2 separate regions of the Bos taurus genome follow, and region 1 is linked to region 2. Evidence: chromatin contacts called from public Hi-C data. All regions are on one chromosome and are shown on one strand. Each heading gives the region's core, a stretch centred on a gene start, on an enhancer-like site or on the middle of the called end of the contact. The rest is flanking DNA. Distances are from core to core; before and after follow the strand shown. Region 1 has its middle 15 kb from the start of SNX20. Region 2 holds the start of CNEP1R1 (CTD nuclear envelope phosphatase 1 regulatory subunit 1).

What was found. A called contact is a pair of places that touch in the nucleus more often than the background predicts.
Region 1: a Hi-C map of liver shows a contact between it and region 2, with 7 times the contacts expected there. The contact joins the enhancer-like site here to the promoter of CNEP1R1 in region 2. A contact is called at or near these places in 3 of 11 Hi-C or Micro-C datasets (liver and skeletal muscle).

Annotation. Positions count from the first base shown.
Region 1 is chr18:19,055,402-19,062,172 of ARS-UCD2.0, reverse strand. No RefSeq gene overlaps it. Among named protein-coding and RNA genes, the nearest start is that of SNX20, 15 kb to the left of the region's middle. Within about 2 kb of position 2,587, at least 25 of the 102 cell types and tissues checked have an H3K27ac peak or open chromatin away from gene starts, as enhancers often do. A contact at or near this core is called in liver, where this site is marked.
Region 2 is chr18:18,447,254-18,453,301 of ARS-UCD2.0, reverse strand. CNEP1R1 (CTD nuclear envelope phosphatase 1 regulatory subunit 1) reads right to left here and starts at 2,426. Exons shown (of 6, transcript NM_001034303.2): 1 at 2,273-2,426; 2 at 1,149-1,220. The coding sequence starts at 2,297.

The DNA of each region.
Region 1 (6,771 bases), core at 1,338-3,837, 610 kb before region 2:
CATGGAGCTGCTCATTATAAGGGAGGCACTCACAGAGCAAACTGAAGCTGGGACAGAATGGTCTCTCCCCAGATGGTCAGGGAGGGCTTCTTGGAGGAGGAGGTGTTTAAAGGAGCCGTAGGGGAGGCTGAGGAGGCAGCCTCGCAGAAGTATAACCCTGTGGCAGGAAACTCCTCTGTGCCCAGGGAGCCTCAGCCCAGGCCTGGGCCCAGGAAAGCAGCAGACAGGCCCAGGACATCCCTTCCCCAAGGTGCTTCCTGGCTGTGCCCATTGAGAGGAAGGGTTCCAGGTACTGACAGAAAACCGCCTGGCAACGCCATCCGTGCCATGGCCCTTCTCAGTCACTGGCCTGCTGCAATGTGAATGAGCTGGAAATTTGTGTTTAGGGCACACAGGCCTGTGGGTTTACAAGTGACAGAAAGCCAGGGTAATCTGACAAAGAGAAATGTATTCTCTGAAAAGCCTAGGAGTAGCTTAGCTTCAAGCCAAATTGGAGCCAAAAACTCAAACCCTGACATCCTCGTCTGGTTTCTTTCTCACTTTCGCTTTCTCTCTGTGTCTCTTTCCTCGGCTTTGCCTTCTCTCTCAACAAGCTCTGCTCCTGGTGCCAAGACGGCTGTAGCAGCACCAGGCTCAGATGTTCCTTCTCGGCAACCCCCCCCCCACCATAGGGCTCCCACAAAGCTCTAGCTTGAAGGATGTGTAGGAAACACCCAGCCACATGTCCTTTTACTGACCACAATGAACAGGCGGGACAGACTGCAATGAATTCCCCTGGCCTTCACCACAAATTGGTCTCCACATTGTAATCCACTTTCTAAACTTCTAAATAGACATTTTTTTTAAGAGCAGTTTTAGGTTCCGCAGTAAGATTGAGTGGAAAGTACAGATATTTCTCATATCCCCTGCCCACCCACATGCAACCACTCCCCACGATGAACATTCCCCACCAGAGGGGTAAGTGTGTTACAACTGATGAACTTGCAGTGACACATCATTGTCACTCGGAGCCCATGGTTTACACTAGGGTTTACCTGGGGTGTTGTACATTCTATGCATTTACACAGAAGTATGCACCATTATGGCTTCCCTCGTGGCCCAGTGGTAAAGAATCCACCTGCCTATGCAGGAGACACAGGAGACTTGAGTTCGATCCTTGGGTCGAGAAGATCCCTTGGAGGAGGAAATGGTAACCCATTCCAGTATTCTTGCCTGGAAAATTCCATGGGCAGAGAAGCTTGGCAGGCTATAGTCCATGGGGTTGCAAAGAGCTGGATACAACTGAGCGAATGAGCATGCACGCACGCAGCCACCATTATAGTATACTTAATGTGATAAATTAAACGATGATTAGAGTGATTAAATTTTATCTATATATCATGAGCATTTCCCTAGAATATGTAATATTCTTCCATGCTATTTCTAACAACATAGATTTCTAATGTATGTGCCACCACTATTTTAAGTGTCTTGTAAGGTTCCGAATTTTTCTGAATGCAGCCAGCAGGGCAGCCAATGTCTTGATCCAATATCTTTTTTGTATTTGTGCTTTCTTAAGGCAGTTTCTGAGGAGGGCATGGCAACCCACTCCAGTATTCTTGCCTGGAGAATCCCCGTGGACAGAGGAGCCTGGCGGGCTACGGTCAATGTGGTCCCAAAGAGCTGGACACGACCAAGCAGCTAAGCACAGCAGCCCAGCACAAGGCAATTTCTAGCAGAGGTATTTCTGAATCATAAACACGGTTACTGATTTTGATAACATTAATCCCCTCTCTGGAGAGGCTAAACTAACCTGCTCCTCTAGCAGCTGAGTGTGAATGAAGTGAAGTGAAATGAAGTGAAAGTCGCTCAGGCGTGTCTCTTTGCTACCCCATGGACTACACAGTCCACAGAATTCTCCAGGCCAGAATACTGGAGTGGGTAGCCTTTCCCTTCTCCAGAGGATCCCCCCGACCCACGGATCGAAGCCAGGTCTCCCGCATTGCAGGCGGATTCTTTACCAGCTGAGCCACAAGGGTAGCCCCTAAGAGATGCCCATTTCCCTGAAACTGCCGTAACACCAGATGTTAGCATTTTAAAACTATTTTTAATGTGATAGTGAGAAATGGTATCCATGATTTAGTGTCTTTTCCTTGTTTCTAGTGAGTATGAACATGTCTCATAGGCTTCCTGATCATTTTTATGGTTGTAAAAATGTTTCTTTTCCCCTTTCCATCTGTGCTTTCTGGAAGAAGGCGGGACCTGGCGAGGATCTATTCCGCCGCAATTTTAAAAATAAGCAGCAGATGGCGCTGCTGCACCGGCGGATCCTAAAGCCTCGCGGGCTGCGCTGGAGAAAAAGCATTTAAGCAAGAAGGAAATTGAGTGTTTCTCTAGAAAGGAAAAAACAAGAGTCTGAAAAACCGTCGGAAGGGGGTTAAAATAATGCTGAAAAGAAACAGCTTTTCTGGGAAAGCGCTGAGGCTTCGCTGCCTCTTCACCGCTACTTTCCACCTCCCGTGTTGTTTGAAGGGTACCCACTCGGGGTTCAGGACCTCACTTCTCGGTTTCTGCTCCTTCGTCCTCTTCCCCCAGCTCACACACCCAACAGGGCAGGAGGCCTGCTCGCTGCCTCCCCTCCACCTCCTCGGACCAATCAGCAGGAGGCAGTGACACCGCAACTCCGAACAAAACGGGCGGGTGAAAATAAGCAGTGGCGCGCAGGAGCCTCCGGCAACAGGACGGGTCCAGGCGCTGCGCTCCGCGGTCCGACAGCAGTTTGGCCGGCTGGTTTCTGAGGGAGGGCGAGGGGCCTTTCCCCAATATCGGGGGGTGGGGCTGGGAGGGGGAGTGGGCACCCACAAAGCCCTGCCCGGTGGCTTTCCAGGACGGAGGCCTTGGGTGCCACGCCCCTCCCCAGATCCCACCTTGGACCTCTTGAGGACCCAGATGGTACTTGGGGCTTCCCATCCATCTGCCGGCGGAACTGGGGGAGAGAGAAGGGCCACATAACTTGACTTCTTTTCGTCATTAGCTACCTGGACTCCCTCTCGAGACTGTTGGTCAACTGTGAGTTGAACCAGTAAGTAAATGGGAGGGAGAAAGAGGGGGAAAGTGAGAGAACAGAGAGAAGAGAAATCTGCTTTGCTTGTTAGAGGGTGCATTTGCACATCAGGCACCGTCTACTAAAGCTGAATGTGGACAACTCTGTGAGGACCCACAATCCGCTCTTAAGAATATACCCTATAGATAGACAGACACCACCATCAACAAAAGACATGAATTAGAATTTCAGAGCAGGACTACCCCCCCACCCCAGAATATTCCCCATCTAGAAACAACCCACATCTTCATCAGCAGTCAAGCAGATAAGCAAATGGTGGTACCTTCATATGCTGGGATATTATAGAGCCATGAAAACATTAGACACGTACACAATAACATGGATGGATCTCATAAATAGGACTGAGTGGCTGAAGTTAGACACAAAGGAATATAGCCTGTGTGATTCCACTGAATGATGCTCAAGAAGAGGAGGAACTAAATGATAGAGGTGAAGGCACCATGCTGAGATGGCAAAACTACCAAAAGGGAGAAAAAGCAGAGAGGGTTGAGATAGTGGCTATTATTTCTGGGGCACAAAGGGGCGGCTGATAGGAGGCGGCAGTGAGCATCTCTGTGGTATGGGTCGTGTTCTGTTCTTAGTCCTGGGTGATGGTTGCAGGGTATTTGTGCTGTAATAATTTGTTAAGTTATACGATTGCATTTATGCACTTTCTGTTTATGGTGTATTTCATGGTAAAAACATTTTTATAGAAGAATGAATAAATGCAACAATCATGAGTTCAGTATTTATCGTGCACCAGGCAACGCAGCACTCAGGCCTGGGGTTTGAGCCCGAGGCTTCTGCCCCTAGCCTGTGCTGCCTTCCAGCGCTAAACCATTGGGGATGGGCTGGGGTTCGGGGTTCACGTGATCACATGAACTTCAGCCCTCAGACTAGTGAGTGATGCAGGCCGAGAAACTTCGTACTTACGCAGCTAGTGTGGTGCTCGGACTCCAGTCCACACTTTCCTTAAACCCCAGGAACGAATTGTGAAGGTAGACCCTCAGAAATAACACTCTGCTAGTGGGGCAGGGAGATCCTCACAGGTGCTTCATTTAAATCAAGTGGTGAATTGCAGGTATGACCACAGTTCTTTATCCCTCCCGATCACCATGTCATTTGCCCTGTGATCCTACTTCCTCTCTCTACAAAGGCAGGGTCAGTTTCCCTACTCCTTAAGTCCTTGCTTTGGCCAGTATGATGTGGCAGAGGGGACAGTGCACTTGTTCCAAGCTTTCACCTCAAGAGACCTTGTGTGTTTCGCTTGTACTCTTGAGTTTCTGCCGTTGACTTGAGAAGAACATGCCCAAGGTCTCCTATGGGAGGATGAGAGACCCATGGGGCAGGACCAAGGGCAGCTGAGACCCAGTGATAGCCAGCTGACTCCCAGATGCGAGGGCAGACTCAGTCCGGATCAGCCACCTCTCAACCATGTGATTTGTGAACCCAAAGTAATAAATTGTTTTAAGCCCCTGAATTTTGGGGCTGTTTGTTATGCATAAGTAGTTAACTGATACATTGTCTGTAGACAACTGTGGGGTCTGGGAACTTGTTGGAAGAGTTTCCAGAAAGGAGATGCCCAGGCTGGGGGGTGATCAATGCCAGTCTGCCCAACACCCCTGCCTTTGCTGGATTCCCTCTGAGGCCTGGAGGAGCCTCCATGTCAATATTACCAATGAGGCTACTAATGCTATCTACAAAGAATGTAAAGAAAGGAAAGTGAAGTCGCTTAGTCATGTCCGACTCTGCGACCCCATAGACTGTAGCCTACCAGGGTCCTCCATCCATGGGATTTTCCAGGCAAGAGTACTGGAGTGGGTTGCCATTTCCTTCTCCAGGGGATCTTCCCAACCCAGGGATCAAACCCGGGTCTCCTGCATTGCAGACAGACGCTTTACCAAATGTATCTGTTAGCTATTTCTACATAACAAATAGCCCCAAAGCTCAATGGCTTAAAACAAGAATATATTATTTGAGTTCACAAATACGTGGTTGTGTGTAGAAGGAACTCATGCCAGGCTCTTGGTTCAACACCTTACACACCTTTCTCACTTAACCCTTGCACCAGCCCTATGAGGTAGGCACTATTACCATGACCATTTGACACATGAGACAGCAGACAAGAGGTTGGAGAAGCAACTCAATCCCATGGCTTGTAAGAGCTAGAACCAGGATCTGACCTCGGAGCCTGTGCCATCCAGCCTGCCCAGCCCAGCCAGTTCCCCCAGGAGCATCTTCCCCAACTTAGGACGTCAAGCCTCTGGACTCTCCAACGAAGGTCACCCCTTCCTCTGCTTGCCTTCTTCTCTCCCTCAGCGCCACCAAGTCCCCAGCATGAAGATCATGCTAAGCAGAAATCCTATCCTACAGAAGATGGTTCCTGTGGCTAAACAAGAGGCTGGTTTACAGGAAACAATCAGCAGAAAGGATGCTTTGCAACAGCTTCTAAACAGGATGAAGTGTGTTGGAACAGAGTTTGTCATTCTGATGGGGAATCTTGGAATATTTGGGTTAGAGGACTAATCCAGTCCAAGTCTCAGACATTTTTTAAGCCACGGAGTCTTCTTCAAGTGAAACTTGATATAGAAACTGAGTATGTAAGGAATACCAAAGCCAAGCTTTTCAGGCTGTGAGGTCAGGGAGGTCTACCTTGGGCTCATAGAGGGTACCCTTGGGGCTCCATGGAGCACTATTTGAGAACCACTGTGGTGGCCCCGTTGGGTCATTTAGGTGATGGGAAATAGTCTCAGGGTCACAGAGCACTAGAGTAGAAGAACCAAGACTTGAACTCAGATCTCCTGCCTCCCATCCCTAGGTGTTCTCTTCTGTGCCAAGTATTCAAGAATTAAAACACCCATTCCCAAAGGAAGGCATACACCTGAATTTTTTTTTTTTTTTAGCATCCATTTTTCAAAATGGTGCACTTGGCTTCTCACCGTGGTCATTGGACAGAATCGCTCAGTCAGCAAATTTCAGGAAGCCATTCTTTTTTTTTTTTTTTTTTTTCATTGCTTTGTCATATTTAGCTTGGGGTCCACTGGGACCCTGGACCCTTTTTCTCATGATCAGTTCTCTTGCTTATTACTCTCCCCTCACCTCACTGCACAGCTCTATGTAGCCAGTTCCCTAAGGAGCAGCTTTTCCCCAGTATCTTCACAACCTCCTCTACCTTCTGGGATGATGGTCAGATTGCAGGTGTCTGCAGACGTGAGAGGATGCTCCAGAGCATTCCTCGGGTCCTGGAGGAGCTAGGAAGGCCAGGGAAGAAGCTGGGCGTCACACATTAGGTGTCTCTGGGTTTCGTCTGCCTGGCTCCTTCTGGAAACAGCACGTGGGTGTTCTCCATTGGGAGCCACCCCTCTGTGATTCCCATCCGTGTAGTTTCTGGGAGCACTGGCTGCCCATGGGCCATCTCGTCCCTTCCCTGGGCCTCCATTTCTCTGCTGGTAAGTCGTCGTCACTTCCTAGGGATTCTGTGAGAATGACCACAAGCTGGGTACTCAAAACAACAGAAATTGATTGTCTCACAGTTCTGGAGGCCAGAAACCTGAGATCAAGGCATCAGAGGGCCGTGCTTCCTCTGCAGTTCTGGTGAAGAACCTGCACCGTGCATCTCTCCAGGCTTCTGGCAGCTTCTGGCAATCCTTGCCATTCCTGGTTTGTAGACACATCACTCTGATCTCCAC
Region 2 (6,048 bases), core at 1,177-3,676:
AAGCTGATGTCGTTTATATGAAAGCACTGAGACTGTGAACCAGAGAAAAAGTGTATTCATTATATTACATTTTATACTCCTATACATTTAAAAAGATTCCCAAGTAACAGTGAAATAAGGTTTTCGGGATAATTCCTAGGTAAACGGGAGAGCTTGAGAAAAATCATTACTAGTGAATTCTGACCAATCAGAATTCCTGTAACGTATGATTAGCACTTTGCACACAGATTTACTAAAAATTACACAAAAAACCTTGACATAGGAAAAGACCCCTGACTTCAACAGTGCTCTTCAGTTCAGTCCCACCAACTGAATCCTACTTCAAAATAAAGGATGTCCTTCTTGGGCTTCCCTGTGGTTCATCTAAGAATCTGCCTGCAATGCGGGAGATCTGGGTGTGATCCCTGGGTTGGGAAGATCCCCTGGAGAAGGGAAGGCTACCCACTCTAGTATTCTGGCCTGGAGAAGTCCATGGACTATAATAGAGACCATGGGGTCCCAAAGAGTGGGACACAACTGAATGATTTTCACTTTTCACTCTTCTTGGAAAAAATTAGACTTCAGCAATGAACAGCCAAGAAATTAAGACTCTCCCAACATAAGTTACCAAAGTATTCTGCTTACTGATCTTATCATTTATATATTTGTCTACATTTCCTATTTCCTATATATTTCCATGCAGCAGTAACTACAATTCTTTCAAGTCACATTTTACAGTATTGGTGAATATCACTTCCTTTAACAAACTTTACTTCAATAGTTTATAGGCAAAACTGTAAAACTGCTAAACAGATCACTGAAATTTTTATCACGTGTTCTGGTAACCAGATTTGCCATATATGTCTAACAAAATATATGTATTTTAATATAAAAATAAAAATTCAACCACACAAAATAAGACTATCCTTTTAGGGCTGTCAGTTTCTTTTCTTAAAATTTCTTTAAAATGCTGTTATTTACAAAATTAAATAGATCTAAAACTGTCAAAACAAAAGGGAACCTTATGGTTTAATAAAGCAAGCATTTGTTTGCTTTTTAAGCAAGCATTCGTTAATCAAAAGTTTTACGTGAAAGCAAATCACTGCTAGGTAGAATAAAAGTATCAACTGTCAGCTTATTTTCCTTTAAAAAAATGTCTAAGCACTTACTTCTCCAACGTCCAGTGGCAGGTTGCAAACAATGAATATATTCAGTAAGTCTCCTCTCGAAAGCCTTGAGATCTAAGTAAAAAGATTTCAATTTTGAAATTAGCTACTCTTACTAGTCTGAATCTATTACGATGAATTTTAAATACTCTAACTGCTTCAGGTCTTGCACACCAACTTACACGTATGACTGCACTGTTTACTTCTTCACTATGACACCTTTATGCACTTGACAGAAACACTAGGTTTCTATAGTTCCAATTTCACATATAAGAAAACTAGCTGGTTCCTCGTAAAATGGTATGTGGAAAATCAGCAGCAGCCTCAGTCGGCGCCAAAAGCTAGAAATTTGGGGTTGCAAAAAAAGGATCAAAATCAAGTCGAGTTTTAACTCTGTTGGAATCAAGAACTCCGTATTTGGATAATGTCTTTCCTAGGACCAAAGTCTCGATGCCCTTATGTTTAATTAACAGCTACGCTTTCAGTCTGCTCTTACTGGACTGATACAGCTAACGGAGGAGTAATGGAAAGACGCTCCCTTTTCCAGCCTCCCAAGAGCTTACAAGACGATCTATGTGGCACTTCTGGAGCGCCGACGCCTAGTTCTACAAGACAGGGGCGTTTAAGGTGTTCCCTCTGAATGAGCAAGGTAAGGTATCATTTTCAGTTGCGCTTTTCAAACTTTAAAAAGGAGAGCAAGAAGCACTCCCTTACCCCGGCAGTTACCAAAAACCAAGGCAGGAATTAGGGATACAACTCTTAACGACTATCAGAAAAAAATAAAGTGAGTTAGCGCCCTACAAGGCACAAAGTACAACCGTTTGCTAACGAGTAAGAAATAGAAGTAACCGGGCGAGAAGCTCCCTGGTCCACGCAGGGGGAATGAGGGGGGAGCTGACGCAGCGCCTCTCCAGCGCCGGCGGAGGCCAGGCGCGCCGGAAGCAGTGCCTGGCCGTGTCCGGCCGCCCCTTGGCCCCTGGGCCGGCCCCCGCGCCCCCAGCTCCGGGCCCCGTCAGTCCATCCTTCGCGGCCTCCTCTCTCCCGACCAGTTCCCACGATTCCGGCGCCTCGAGAGCCCCGCAAGCTTCCGGGAGGAGTTAGGGAAGGACCCAGGAGGCGCACCCTACCTTCCGCCTGCTCCAGCGAGTTCATGTCGGGCGGCAGCTCCGGTCACCGGCGCGGCCCCGTCCGCATCTCAGCTCCGCGGTCCCTACCCGGCCCGCAGCGCCAACTCCCACCTCTAACCGCTTCCCTCCGCCCCTCTTCTTGGCACCGCCCCTTGAATAGACCCGCTACTCTCATTGGACATTTCCGCCAGACCCTATAACTAAGACGGCTTTCTACTGGCTAGTTCCCTCACGGTCCTCGGGCACCGGCGTTGGACGGTCAGCCAGAGGGACCAAGAGTTGTCGGCGGCTGAGTTGACGTGACACTAGCGCCGCCTCCTGCCCTGGGGAGGAACTGCAGCCTGTCCCGGAAAGTTCATTCATTCGTGTGTGTATTTCTAGTTTCCGGCTTGATTCTTTCATTACTTAAATAAGCCTGGCGTGCTGCAGTCCATGGGGTCGCCAAGAGTCGGATATGACTGAGCGACTGAACGACGACGAACCCTTTAAGTACACATTTCTCCCTTGGTTATTTTTTCTCATGACATCCAATTTTCATAAATAGTAAAATGAGCAAAGTGTTCTGGAACTTTAAAAAAAATCTGTAAGGCATTGACTACATTTATATTTGATTAAAACGCTTTCTTGCTCCTTTCCTTGTGGTCACTCATTCATTCAAGAACTATTGCATGTCTGGCAGGCACTGTATTTATCAGGGATTCAGTTTAGCAAGATAGACAAGATTCCTATCCTCAAAATGGAAGGGTTACAGCAGACAATAAACATGCAAATAGATCGTTAATTTCAGATAATCTTGGTTCTGTGAAGGAAGTAACAGGGTAATAGGATACAATGAGATAAGAGTGGGAGGTGGATGGTGGGGTGGTTGGTGGTGGGAAATGGGAACTAGTTCTGCTGCTGCTGCTGCTGCTAAGTCGCTTCAGTCGTGTACACTCTGTGTGACCCCATAGACGGCAGCCCATCAGGCTCCCCCGTCCCTGGGATTCTCCAGGCAAGAACACTGGAGTGGGTTGCCATTTCCTTCTCCAATGCATGAAAGTGAAAAGTGAAAGTGAAGTCAATCGCTCAGTCCTATCGGATTCTTAGCGACCCCATGGACTGCAGCCTACCAGGCTCCTCCGTCCATGGGATTTTCCAGGCAAGAGTACTGGAGTGGGGTGCCATTGCCTTCTCCGAACTAGTTCTAGGGAAGAGCTATTTAATACATAGGGCGGGACGTTTGATTTGAGAGCCCCAAAAAGCAACTGGCTATACAAAGATAGGTGCTAAGAAGCTCCAAGTGGCACTGGGATTTTTTCACTGTTGGTATTTTATTTACTCATCCTTCAGTTTTCCTCTTCCCCACTTGCTATTAGAACTAACACATTCTTGCCCATTACTTCACTTTGTAGGTTCCTTTACCCTAACACTTCCAGAGCCTTCCTCTGAGCCAAACCCTTTACATACATTATCTCATTTAGCGCTCCAACACAATCTTTTTTTAAACTGTGGGTCAAAACCCCTGAGAAGATCATGAAAGGCATGAAATGAGCCATAATTGTTATTTTGTAAATATGAGCTAAAGTAAAACTTAAAATATTAGCATCACTAGAAGTAAGAATGTGTCATTTCATGATTCTTTATTTTGTTTGTGTGTGTATTACATATGTGCTATGTTCTGATCATAATGTAAAACATATATGTAACTGAGCATTCCAACAAAAAAAAAGGTTGAAAGCCACCAATGTAGGTATTAATAGGCTCATTTACAATGAGAAAAGTAAAACAAACTTGCCCAGAAGTGTGTGTATCAGTCACACACTCATGTCACAGATTCATTTTCATCTGTGTTCAAAAAAAAAAAAAAAACATTGAACATGCCTTTGAAAGGGTGTATATTTTTATCCTGTTATTGGCACCTGCATGTATGGATCACGGGGGCCTGGGGAACAGTGAGGGGAGGAAGAGAGGAAAATAGGGGCTCATAGCCAGGCTAAAAAATTTTAAACCTGAAGTAATGGGGAGACCAAAGGATATAGATTTGTAGAAACATTATATCAATGAGATTTGTCAAGAAGATAGTTAACAAATATTTAAGGAATACATGTTTCAGACACTGGGATATAAGCCGAGAATGCAAAGGTCTCCCTCTGGGGTCTTCTGCCCTGTGTAAAAGATAGTGTTTAGTGTAAAAACAAAAGAACACTGAAGACCCTTAAAACATCAGTGATAAGATGAAGATCTGCTTCAAAGAGGGATAGCCAATACAATAACTAAAGTTTCTTCTATTTTCCTGGAGGTCTGGTGCTATATCTTTTATAGTTCAGGAGTATGTAAACCTCCTTAAACCCCACAGCAGCAATATGAACCAAAAGTTGTTATCAAATCCATTTTAGGGTTGAGTTTAGAAATAGGCAGATGAGTTGATTAGCTCCAAACACTTCCGCTGGGATTATCCTTGACTCTCTCTCCCTCTCTCTCTCCACACGGTGGATCAGATTCTATAGCAAATCTCTTGGCTCTACCATCCACATCGATTTAAAATTTAATCACTTCTCACCACCTCTGCAGCTCCCACTCTAATCCAAGCCACCGTATAGCCTGGATTTACAGCTGTGGCCTCTCACCAGCCTCCTGTTCCCACCCTTTTGCCAAATAGTGATTTGTAAAATACTAAAAGATCACACGTTGTCCTCAGGAACCTCCAATGGCCCCTTGGAGTGACTACAACAGGGATCTTCCTGCCATCTCCATGGTGACACCTTCTAAAATAATTTTGACAAATTGTATGCCTCCTCACATGTTTCAGAAGCTACATCTGAGATTTTCATCATGGACTTGAATCCTTGTAAAAGATGTATTTTATAGTATTGTAAATATTGACATTTGGAAGTAAACTCTTATGTGACTCTTTTAAAGGTATTCAATGGAATCAAAATACCATGGCAATTTGACACCCACCATCATCCCTTTAAAAATACATGAATATCTGCTATGAATATGGACATAAAAATTCTTTAAAGAATTAGCAAATCAGATCCAGCAACATATAAAAAGGAGTATACAACAAGGTGAAGTGTGATTTATCCCATGAATGCAAAGTTGGTTTGACGTCAGACTTAGACAATGAACTTATGGTTTATGAGGGAGAAGGGTTAGGGGGAGGGATAGTTAGGGAGTTTGGGAGTTTGAGAGAACACATTGCGGTATTTGAAATGCATAACTGACAAGGACCTACTTTACAATTCAGTTCAGTTCAGTCGCTCAGTCGTGTCCGACTCTGTGCGACCCCATGAATCACAGCACGTCAGGCCTCCCTGTCCATCACCAACTCCTGGAGATCACTCAGACTCAGGTCCATCGAGTCAGTGATGCCATCCAGCCATCTCATTCTCTGTCGTCCCCTTCTCCTCCTGCCCCCAATCCCTCCCAGCATCAGAGTCTTTTCCAATCAGTCAACTCTTCTTATGAGGTGGCCAAAGTACTGGAGTTTCAGCTTTAGCATCATTCCCTCCAAAGAAATCCCAGGGCTGATCTCCTTCAGAATGGACTGGTTGGATCTCCTTGCAGTCCAAGGGACTCTCAAGAGTCTTCTCCAACACCACAGTTCAAAAGCATCAATTCTTCGGCGCTCAGCCTTCTTGACAGTCCAACTCTCACATCCATAACATGACCACTGGAAAAGCCATAGCCTTGACTAGACGGACATTTGTTGGCAAAGTAATATCTCTGCTTTTGAATATGCTGTCTAGGTTGGTCATAACTTTCCTTCCAAGGAGTAAGCGTCTTGTAATTTC